Linked DNA regions of Mus musculus: region 1 is linked to region 2. Evidence: chromatin contacts called from public Hi-C data. All regions are on one chromosome and are shown on one strand. The core of a region is the stretch at or near the end of the contact, and the rest is flanking DNA. Distances in the headings are between cores, read along the strand shown. Region 1 overlaps Bcr (BCR activator of RhoGEF and GTPase). Region 2 has its middle 44 kb from the start of Gnaz.

The links. Hi-C and Micro-C count contacts between places; a contact is called where the count stands out from the background.
Region 1: a contact with region 2 is called in a Hi-C map of cerebellum, with 2.5 times the contacts expected there. The contact joins two enhancer-like sites. A contact is called at or near these places in 29 of 484 Hi-C or Micro-C datasets (the AtT-20 cell line, B cells, CD4 T cells and 23 more) and 5 of 115 datasets of contacts at active chromatin or transcription factors (the HPC-7 cell line, epiblast stem cells, forebrain and 2 more).

Annotation. Positions count from the first base shown.
Region 1 is chr10:75,132,788-75,138,680 of GRCm38.p6, reverse strand. Bcr (BCR activator of RhoGEF and GTPase) reads right to left here. Exons shown (of 23, transcript NM_001081412.2): 5 at 2,680-2,787. Among named protein-coding and RNA genes, the nearest start is that of Bcr, 75 kb to the right of the region's middle. Within about 2 kb of position 2,975, at least 22 of the 459 cell types and tissues checked have an H3K27ac peak or open chromatin away from gene starts, as enhancers often do. A contact at or near this core is called in cerebellum, where this site is marked.
Region 2 is chr10:74,920,255-74,926,141 of GRCm38.p6, reverse strand. No RefSeq gene overlaps it. Among named protein-coding and RNA genes, the nearest start is that of Gnaz, 44 kb to the left of the region's middle. Within about 2 kb of position 3,096, at least 14 of the 459 cell types and tissues checked have an H3K27ac peak or open chromatin away from gene starts, as enhancers often do. A contact at or near this core is called in cerebellum, where this site is marked.

The sequences.
Region 1 (5,893 bases), core at 1,726-4,225, 210 kb before region 2:
AATGCTAAACACTGGTCCTCAAGGCCTGGTTGTCCCCAGATGAGAGAATCTTTCATATACACAATGGATACTATGTAACCTTGCCCTCCATGTTATCCCTGAGAGGTGAATAAAGATGCCTACAGCCTACTGATGGGCAGAAGAGAGACTGGTAGAGTTTAGGTTCCGGGTTTGGGGTCTGAAGAGGATGAAGGGAGAAGGAAGAAGGAAGAAGGTGGAGAGAGGAGAGATGCCATGGGGTAGGTGAGCTTGAAAATATGGCCATGAGGGCTGGCCAATTGGAGTTAAGAGCAGCCCAGATGGAACACAGCAAGTTATAACTTGGGGCTATTGATAGGGAAGTAGACATAATAGCACAGTGGGTAGATATCTGCCCAGCTCTAGTGATAATTAAGGCTGTTATAAATATAAAAGTTGTGTGACTTTTATCTAGGAAATGAATGATCAAATCAGGGTGTGTACTTGACATTTCTCCTCTTTCTTTCTTTGAGTATGCATGCCTGTGTGCGTTTCCCCTGGTGCTGCTGGTCTTGAGTTCATCCCTCACGCAGGCATATATGGAGGCCAGAAGAGAACGCTGAGCGCCTTCCTCCATTGGGCATCCCTTGAGATGGGATCTCTCTCGGAACATAAAGTTCTCTAGTTAACCAGGTTGGCTGACCAGCAAGCGCCTGCCTGTACCTTCTAACACCAGGATTACAGGCACACGAGGCCTTATTTGGCTTTCATGTAGGTGCTAGGGTTTTAAACTCGGGGGGTCCCACGCTTGCGTAATAAATGTTCTTACCCATGCGTCACCTCCCTGCACCTACACTTTCCTCTCTAACACTGCCTTTCTGCATGGAGATCTTTCCTCCCGGACCCCTTGTTTAATGCAGGAAAGAGAAGTCAGTCGCAGCTCTGAGCGAAGTGAGAATTATACCAAGGTGACAGTGACAAAAGCCCCCAAGAGAGAAAAATGTCACGTGTCTGTCACTGACACTGCAGAGATATGACAGGGAAGGGAGAAAAATCCTGTGTAGAGTAGAGAGATAGAGACCCACAGGTGATAACTGGCCTGGCTGCCAGCCTCAAGTGTCCTGTTTATGGTCTCTGTAACTGAGGCACTCTTTTAAGGCCTAGAGACTCACAACGTGCCATGGCTTGAGGTTTTAGTCTATTAAGGTTAAATGCAAATAGGAAGGAAGCAACCCTCAGGCCTGGGGTGCTACAGTCTGGAGCTTCCACTAGTAGAGGGCTACAGGAACAACAACTTTGAACCCTGGTGCTCAAAGACTGTTGGCAGGAAAGCCACAGAGCAGATGGCTTCTGCACAGCCTCTTGTGACAAGAATGCAGAGCAGATTCCATTGTGGTAGTTTGAGTGGCACTGTTAGGAGGCGTGGCCAGGTTGGAGGAAGCATGCCACTGGGGGCAGGCTTTGAGGTTTCAGATGCTCAAATCAGGCCCAGTCTGTGTGTCTTGTCGTCTGTCTGTCTCTCTCCTTGACACCTGTGTATTCAGATGTAGAACTCTCCGCTCCTCTTCCATACCATGTCCATCTGCACACTGTCATGCTTCCTCCCACAACAATAATGGACTAAACTTCTGAACTGTAAGCCAGCCCCCCCAATGAAATGTTTTCCTTTATAAGAATTGCTGTGGTTGAGATGTCTTTTCACAGCAATAGGAACTCTAACTAAGACTCCCATGATGGGACACAGGGTAGAATTACAATAACGACAGACAAGGGAGCCAGGATACATGGTTGCTGATGTTTGAATGTGTCCTCCAAAAGCCCATGAACCAGTAACAGGAAACAGGAAGCCCTACTATGCATGTTCACGGCCTACTATGCATGTTCACGGTGACTGGAGCTGGGATCTTTGATGTGAATAGGATTAGATAAGGTCACAAAGGTAGACCTTAACTGATCTGCTTGGTCTATCCTGACATGTAACATTCTGTCGTAATACAGCAAGACACTCAACAGATGTACCTCAATGTGGTGGTCTGAATATGCTTGGTCCAGAGGGTGACATCATTAGAAGGTGTGGCCTTGTTGTAGTGGGTGAGGCCTTGTTGGAGGAAGTGTGTCATTGTCGGGGTGGGTTTTAAGACCCTTTTCCTAGCTTCCTAGAAGCCAGCCCTCTCCTGTCTGTCTTTGGATAAAGATGTAGAACTCTCAACTTCTCTTGCATCACGCCTGCCTGGGTGCTGCCCTGCTCCCATCGAACCTCTGAGTTCAGCCAGTCCAATTAAATGCTGTCCTTATAAGAGTTGCCTTGGTCATGGTGTCTGATCACAGCAGTAAAACCCTAACCAAAACACTCAATGTGACCAGGCTTCTCAGTTTCCAACCACAGCTGAATACATTTCTATTCTTTATAAAGTACACAGCCCTGAACACTTTGCAATAGATTAAGACATCGGTGGGCCTCTGGAATCAGGCCCTGCCCCTTGGGTAACAGCACTGTCAGGACTATTCCTATTGAATCATGACAGATGTCCAGCCATGGAGCTGACCCAGAGAACTCTGAGTCAGAGCTGGGGTTCATACCCATCCTTTAATCTGCTCTACTTTGTTCTCCCAACGACCGTCCCACAATGCATCACGCATCGCATCGAGGGAGTGGGAGGACACGGTGGGAGTCAGCAGTACTCTGGCCTGCACGGCAGCGTCATGGCGCTTGCTCATTACCTCAGAGATTTCTGCAAACTGAGCGTTGGCCTGACAGCACTTCTCTGCAGTTTCCATGGCCACTCCGTAGTTATCCACAAAGGCTCGGTACACACCCAGCTGGCTGGCCTGCAGGGAGGAAGGAGGAGGGGGTGAGACAGAGGTGGGATAGGTGGGTACCCACTCCCTACTGTTCCAAGGATTGGGCTCTCTCGCATAGCTCTGGAAAAATCCCAGCTATGGCAGACAGCGCGAGGGCTGCAGAAACCTGCTCTTCCGAGCTCCTCCTCCCACCTGCTTCACCTCCCCACACACGGAGCACGATCCCCTCTCCTAAAATGACACGTTGAGAAGTGAGTCATAGCCCTGGACAGGTAATGGCCCCCTTTGGAGCTCCTTCCTATTCCTCCCACTCTGCTTGCATAAAGGATGCCGGGAGCAGCAGCTTAAACTTGAGGTGAGCCTCCAGATGAACACGCCTATGCAGGTGAAATGGAGGAGGCCACCCTGGCCAGGGTCCATGGAGTCTGGGTACCATGGTGCTAGGCCCATATCTCATCCTGTCAGGCAGGTGAGGAACATGTCTGGCTGACTGGAAAGAGGAGTTCTGACTGTTAGCTGCCATTCCTAAACCTCACAGGGGGCGCCCGGCTCTCACATATCCAGCAGGTAGAAGGCCTGCCAGCCACAAGGCGAGAGGCATATGGTGCTGGTCCTTTATTCAATAAACAGACATCGATAGAGGTTTCCTTCACTGAGCTCCTGCTCCCGTATGCACTCAACTAAGCACAATTTCCATGGGTAGATGGAAGGATGTGTGGCCTTCCCATGATCATCTCTGGGTCTCACATCATTTAGAGTTAGCGAGGGAGAACAACCTAGTCTTCACAAGCAACAGCATGCGGACCCAGGGCAGGCGTGCTGGCTAGGTCTGAGCCTCCCACAGCAGCTGCCCCGGGGCTAGAAACCCGGAGCATCTGCTGTTCCTGGAGCTCTCCCTGGGTTCAGCATACATTTCATTCCCACGTGCATTTGCATTTATATGCTGTGCGGCATGCTTGAATCCCAGACCGTCCTCCACTGAGCAACTCTAAGACTCGGGATACTCTTCCACTTTGTCTTCCCTTTTGGAGGCCACTGAGTGAGGGCCTCCCGGCTGCCAGAGGGTCATGACGGCCTCTCTGGGAGGAGTCTGGAGCATTTCAGCTGAGGACCACTTTTGTGACTTTTCTTTCCTCTTGCCTAAGGGCTTACTTCTTCCAGGCATGAGAAATACTAAAAAATTAATTCTTACGTTTTTGGCAACCCAACGCTGGAACCGAATGATAACAGTAAAAACGGAGATTGCCAGTATGTCATTAGTATGCCGTGGGATGGACACGGATCCCTACGGTAGTCATTCTGTACCAAAAGGACGGGAGGAAATATCTGTCCAAGTCAAAGTAACCTGTCCCCTTCAGAAATCGTCAGTTCTAGGAACTGACACAGATAGAAGGAGCCTAGAGACATCATAGCCAAATACACGCAACACTGGACAGGCCTGGATTTTGAATCAGACAGGGATTGGGGGAGAGAATTTCAACTACAAACAAAACCTCATACACTGAGAATGAACTACAGGAAATGGGCACAGTTGCAATAACTCAAGAGTCCAGGGCTCTAGAACAGGTGCCAACAATGGAATAGGTACAGAGAACTCCTTGGGTCCTAGGACTCCCGAGGGGATTCTGGGCTAGCCTTGCTGTCGTCGGAAAGGGTGGAGAGTAAGGCTGTCTGTCCTGGGAAGTCCTCAGCACTCAGCTCAGGTTAAAAACACATGAGATAAGCCGGGCGTGGTGGTGCATGCCTTTAATCCTAGCACTCGGGAGGCAGAGGCAGGCGGATTTCTGAGTTCGAGGACAGCCTGGTCTACAAAGTGAGTTCGAGGACAGCCAGGGCTACACAGAGAAACCCTGTCTCGAAAAACCAACCAACCAGCCAACCAACCAACCAACTAATCAAACACATGAGATGCTCAGCAGACGGAATGGGGATTAACTCCCCTGCAGCATCTCATACATGCAGACAGCTGAAGAGCAACACAGAAACCATTATGTTCCAGCATCCCTGAGTTTTAGAAGACTGGGAAAGAAAAGTCCCTGAGTGGTTTCCAAATACTATTTTAGGGAGAGTGCTGGGTGTGCCGCCCCTCCCCCAAATCAGCACTACTCTTTGCTTTTCTGAAGGCTTCTGGTTGAGTCTGCTCTGCAAGGTTTAAACTTATTGACACATGGCAAGAAGAGAAAGGGAGAAGAGACCAGAGAGATAAGGAGAGCCAAGAGGACAGCCACACCCTGGACTGGGGCCAGTGGCCTCCTGCTACATAATCCTTTACTCAAGATTGAAACATTCCATTCTGCACAGAGTTCCTGGAGTAGGAAGGTAAACAACTCAAAACAGATTCAGGAAGTCCCTGAAACTGACCAGATTCACTAGGCCCCCTTCTGCCAAAGTAAACAATAAAAGCTGAGTTTCTTCTCTCAGACAAGCCAAGCTGCAAAGACTGTTTTTGAGACCAGACACAGAGCAGCTGCCTGGAAAAAAATCAGAAAACAGACAAGCTGCCTGGAAGAGGTTTAGAGCAACTGAGGTACCCTAAAAGGACACTCTGGGAACACTGGACAGTGTGTTCCAGGTTCTTAGCTTTTGTGAGCTCTTACCTGTGCTGGGCTGGCTTTGGTGATGCAGCTGTCATTGAGTCATTTCTGCTCCTCAACCAGACTCTTGTTAGTCACCCCTATAAAACTCCCTGGTTCACCAAGATGGACTTTGGTGATATCTATACTTTGGTTTGTTGTGGGATCTCTATCTGGAACAAGTGAGGCAAATAGGGTGAGTAGGGCGTGTGTGTGCATGTGTGTGTGTCTCCCCAGGAAAAATTTTGTCACACGATATCTGGATGTATGGTACTCAATAAGGTATGTAGCTATGGGTCATCTTCAGGAACCCTGCACTTACAGGGACTCCGCCTTTGGATCACTATCAAGCCTGAAGAACTTATTTTCTGTATGAGGAGAAGGTTACAAGCAAAGTGTGTGAGTGTGAGTGTGAGTGTGAGTGTGTGTGTGTGTGTGTGTGTGTGTGTGTGTATAAGAAGCACCAACAATCTAGGAATTAGGATCAGCCATCTTCAGAAACAGACCAGGGCCAGCATTAACTTCCTGTGGCTTTTCTAGGAGGGGTAACCTCTCTGCTG
Region 2 (5,887 bases), core at 1,847-4,346:
ACCCTTGCTGCTGGGTGAGATGCTGGCACACAGCAGGCATGCAAACAGGGATGTCCATTCTACCCACCTGGCACCAGAAGGTATGTAAGTAGGTGTACCTGTGCCACTGTGCGGCAGTGTTGGGACCCGGCAGGCTTGTGATCAGGTGTGTTAGGCAGCCACATGGCAGTTCTGGGGCATCACAGGTATGCAAACAGGTGTATGTAGGTACTAGTACTGCTAAGCTGTGGAAGTGCAGTCATTCCCCCCCACCCCCCTTCCACAGTATGAGGCTAGGACATAGCAAATGAGACCAGGCATGTCCAGACTGCTACAGGACAATAATGGGACACGGCAGGTGTGCATATAGCATGCCTGCACCACCGTGTGGTGGCACTGGGATACAGTAGGTGTACAAACAAGCATGCCATCCCGCCAAACGCTGCCAGTACCCAGTGCCGGAACCCAGACTTGCAAACGGTCCTGCATCCATTCCACCACGTGTTGGCGAGGCACGCAAACAGGTATCCTTGTACCGTAATACGGTGGCACTGACGTTGCAGGCACGAAAACAGACACGCCTGTGCCCATCATAACGCCCACACTAGGATTCAGCAGATGTGCCACATTTCAGTGCTGGCACACCGCAGGCGCACGTCCGGACAAACGTGGCAGCCTGGAACACGGCAACTGTGTAAACAGGCACAACTGCGCCACCACATGGCAGCAACGGGATATGGCAGGCTCAAACGTCCATGCTGCATTGTCACAGGACAGGGGGGGGGGCACAGCAGGTATGTAAACAGGTGTGCCTATGCTGCCTGGAAAAAATGGCAACATGGGGGTCATGACATGCTCGCAAATCAGGCACGCACAGGCCACTATATGGCCATCACTTGGGTCATGGCAGGTATGCCAAGGCTACCAGGTGGTGGCACTGGGAAGCCGGTGTAGGAACAGGAGTACCCAGGTGTGGGATCATAATGACCCAGGGTTAGTAGGGGGAAAGGTCAAGGAGAGCTTTAACTCCAGATACCTCAGATGAGGATGGCAGGTACTGGCTCGCTCCCCTCTCCCAATTTGGTGCCAGAAAGCCGGCTCCCCAACCATGAACCCTAGTAAGCATTTACTATCCCGACAGTTTCCAGGCTTCACTTGTTTGACCTTCGAAGGTTTTCCCCTTGGATGCCCAACCCTTGAGCATGCAGATGAAGCATCTTCCAACACGGCTGTCCTGGTCAATTGTACATGGCTGCACTGTCCTTGCCCCAGAGACTCTGTCCACCTTCCCAGAAGCATAAGTGCCCCTTTCTCTCTGCCATTAAACCAAACCAGTTCTCTGAAGCTGTTCCCAGGTGTGTATATTCTTTGCCTGCGCACTCACTGCTGGCCCCACGTTGCACCCTTCGCAGCTAAGCTTCCTCACCTCCAGCAATGGGGCCAGTTCTCCCAAGGGGGAGAAGTGGACTCGGGGTGGCACCCGGGCTGCATGCCATGGTGTTTGGTACGACAGACATGTGAACGGCTCTTCCTATGCTTCCACGTCGTGAGGCTGGGCCACGGCATGTAGGCCCACGCCACCAGGTGCCTGTGCTGTAACATGGCAGGTGTGCAAACAGGCAAGCCTTCACTGCCTTGTCGTGGCCCTGGGAGATGGCATATGTGCGAATAGGTGTGGCAGTGCCACTACATGGCAGCACTGGCGCTCAGCAGGACTTGAACAAGTGTGACACGTATCCATGTGGCGGCACTGGTATATAGCGGGTTAGTCAATAGTCATGCCTGTAGCACCATACCACGTAGCCTCACAGGGGCACACCAAGCACACTAACTGGCATGCCTGTACCCACCACGTGGCATTGCTTGTATATTGCAGATGAGCCAAGAGGCTCATGTCACCACCACGAGGTATCACTGTGACTCAGAATGATGTATGATCAGGTCTTCCTATCTGGCCTGTGTTGGCCCTGTGACACGACAGATGTATGAACAGGCATGCTCCCATTGCCAGATGCGGTCACAGGGATGTTGTGTGTAATTTTAAAAACACGCAGGCTGGAGAGATGACTCAGTGGTTAAGAGCACTGACTGCTCTTCCGGAGATCCTGAGTTCAAATCCCAGCAACCACATGGTGGCTCACAATGAGATCTGATGCCCTCTTCTGGTATGTCTGAAGTCAGCTACAGTGTACTTAAATAAATAAATCTTTGGGCCAGAGCGAGCGGAGCTGGAGCGAGAAGGAAAAAAATTGAAAACAAACAAACAAATAAACAAGAAAATAAACAACCCCCCCCCCCCCCGTTACCTCCTTGCTCCATGCGTGGCCCATGCTCTGATGTCTCTGGGTTCCCCATTACTTCAACTTGATCACAACTACCCCCCACCCAGGGAAATCCAGGAACTGCTGTCTGCACTCCAATCACTTCCCTTTGGCTAGCTTCGCCAAGCCACCAGCTACCGCCCCAGCTCTTCTCTTTCTCCTGCCCACCTTAGAAGAAAACCACTAGACAGCTCCATTGTTTTAAAACTAGCCAGATCGCACTGCACATTTGTTGGACTTTTATTAGCTAACCTATTTTAGCCAACTGCCTGTGGTAGAGATCACCGTTTTCAGCCACCCAAGATCTTATGTGGTTGTAGCGTGCCTCCCGTGCCAAAACCTGCCGAAAAGCCCTCTCTTTCCCTGTGTCCCTTCTCTTCCTCTTGGGACCCGGAAATCACACCTTTTCCCCTTCGCCCAAGCAGGTGGCTCTCGCCTTCTTTATTGACCAAATCAAGAGTTAATTAGGAAACCTGAATTTAGTATCAGCTCCTACCCCTACACAGGGACACAGGCCCATGTGGCAGTGCCAGAACACAGCGGGCATGAGCAGGGCACACTCACTGCCACAAGGCATAGCTAGGATATGACAGGTATGTAAAAAGGCTTGTTTACATCATGTGACATTGCTGGGAGATGACAAGGGAGAACAGGCATCAGGTGACTGTGTTGGGCTACAGCAGAAACGAACAGGTGTGCCTTTGCTGCCACCCATCAGTACTGAGACAGGACGTGGGCACAGACCGGAATGTCTGTGCTGCCAAGCCCTGGGACCTGGCAGGCACACACAGGCACTTCCACACCACCATGTGGTGGCACTGAGACATGGCAGGCATACAGAAATGTGCCCATGGTGCTATGTGTCACTGCTGGAACTCGGCAGCAATGGTGATTATACACAGGGCTTTATGAGTCACTGCATGACAGTTCTGGGACACCGCTGAGGCAGGAACAGGCATGCTCTTGCCAACAGGTGGCTGCCTCCAGACATGGAAGGCCTATAGGCAGACATGCCCGCACCATCAGATGACACTGCTGAGACACAGCAGGTATACACATAGATTTGCTTGGACCACATGGCCTTGCTGGAAAATGGCAGGTGCTTGAACAGGTGTGCCCAGGCACCTCGTGGCAGAGCTAGGAGATGGTTGGCATGTAAACAGGTGCATCTAAGTGACAGGTGCATCACTTGGACCCGGCAGACAGATAAACACACACTCATGCTTTAATGTGGCAGCACTGGGACTTGATAGACGTGTGAACAGGACTACCTGTGCCACCACGTGTTGATGCCAGGATGTGCCAAGTGCATGAACAGGCATGCTCGCACCCCTAGGTGGAGGTCCTGGTGCACAGCTGCTGTGACCACGCATGCTCAAGCCACCAGGTATCAATGTTGGGAAATGGCAGGCCTCCAAACAGGCATGTCTATCCTACATGGTGATGCTGGGGCCCCACACGCATGGACAGGCAGGGCTGCATAGCCATTAGGCAGAGCTGGGAAATGGCAAGGATAATCAGGTGAACCCTCGATGTGGCAGTGCTAACACGTGCAGACGTAGGAATAGGGTTGTCTATCATGCCGCTTGGTGGGGTAGGGACTCAGCAGGAGCAAAAGCAGCCCTGCTGGTGCTGCCACACTTGGTTCTGGGATGTGGCAGGGGCATGGACACAAGCACGTCCACGGAACCACATGATAAAGTTAGGACACAGTGGGCAGGCACACAGGTATGTGTAGCCGTCCAGAGGCTTATGGTCGAGCTGGTTTCACCTGAAAGGGGGGCTGGAAATGAAAAGGAGGTGGTGAGGGGCAGTGAGAGAAGAATGAAGCCAAGCCAAGGCTCCAAGTTTAATATTCAGCACTGCATTTGTATAGGGAAAGCCCGCAGAACCCATCCTTTGTTTTGCAAAGCCAGGCGGTCTTGTGGCAGTCTCTTCTTCTAAGTTCCTGTGGGAACTTGCACGTGCAGCCAAGGCAGATGACTCCACCAAGGTCGATAAGGTCCATTGTGGCAAGCGTTCAAGGTCTGTTCAGCCTGCTCAAGGCCGGGAAGGCTACAGTATGCCTGCGCTGCTACGGGGTGTTATGGGGGCACAGCAGGTTTGTGAACAGGCTTGTTCATACTCTCACATGAGGCCCTGGGACACAGCAGGCACGAATAGGCTTTCCCACAAGTAGGCATGCTCACGCTCCACATGGTGGCACTGGGACAAGGCACACGGACAGGCCTGGTTATGCTGCTAAGTGGTGACCCTGCTATACAGCAGGGATGACTAGATGCTCTGAAGCTTCCCAGAGAGGCTGGGATGCCGTGGGCGTGTAAACAGATATGCCCACATTGCCAGGTGCAGGCCCTGTTTCATGTCAGGTGCATGCTCAAGCTACCACATAGCAGTGCTGAGACCCGACTGGCATACAAGGAGGCATGCCCTACTTATGTAGCAGCGCTGGGACACAATAGCTGTGAATGGGTGTGGCCACGCAGACGCTTAGCAGTGCTGGGAACTGACAGGCACTCTCAGGTGTGCCCTTGCTGCTCTGGAACATTAAAAGTGCAAACATCTGCACTGCCAGACGTTGCTGCTGTGATTTAAAGCGGGCATGTGAACAGGCAGACCTACACCGCCACAGTGTGGTGCAGGACATGGGTGTACAAACAGGTAAGCACACGCCTCGTGGCCCCGCAGACACAGCAAGCACATGAATGAGTGTGCCCACACTGCCACACACTGGCAGTTCTGAGCTGTGGCGGGCATGCAGATGTGTATGCCTGTGCCACCAGGTGGCAGAGATGAGACACACTTGATGTGAGAGCTGGCGTGCCTGTGGTCCCATGGGGTGATGTTGGAAAACGGCAGGTGTGTGAACAGATGTGGCCACTCCAACACCTGGTGGCACTGGACACCACAGATGTGCAAACAGGATTACCCATGCGGCCAGTGGCCGTGGGACTGGGTCCTTGCATGTGTACAAACAGATGTATGGCAGGCAGCACCGGGACACGGCAGGTGTGCTTGCTGACCCTCACCCCTGTTTCCCTGCTGATGTAGTAGATCTGGAGTCTCTCAATGCACGTTTCTAAGGACTTTCCAGGCAGCACTTGCTCTGGATAAGAGAACATACTTAGAAAGCTGTGGTTGAGAAGCCTGGATTCACAAAACAGTTTTCCGAGGCAAGGGACAGCACTGTTGTTTATCGAACTAGTAATTCAGGCTTCCGTGTTATTGATCAGCAGGCGATTTTCACACAGTTCAAGTGTAGTTGCCACTTTCTCTAAATTTAGAAACCACAGCCACTGAAGTGACTCTGACAAGTCACTGCTGTCAGAGGAGTTTAAAGCCTGTGAAAACCTGTTCACAAGGCAGCAGCGTTTGAACTGGACAGAGCTTGTTTCTTTGGTCATATCATGTCGGATGACGTTAGCTCACCCATTTCATCTAACCAACATTGATAATTTCACGTCCTTTAATGTGAAAATGACATTATTTAAAAATTTTAAAAATGTATTCTTTTCTTATATATTACACTTAGATCACAGTTTCCCCTCCCACCTCTCCTCCAAGGCCCCCCCCCCCAACCCCATCTG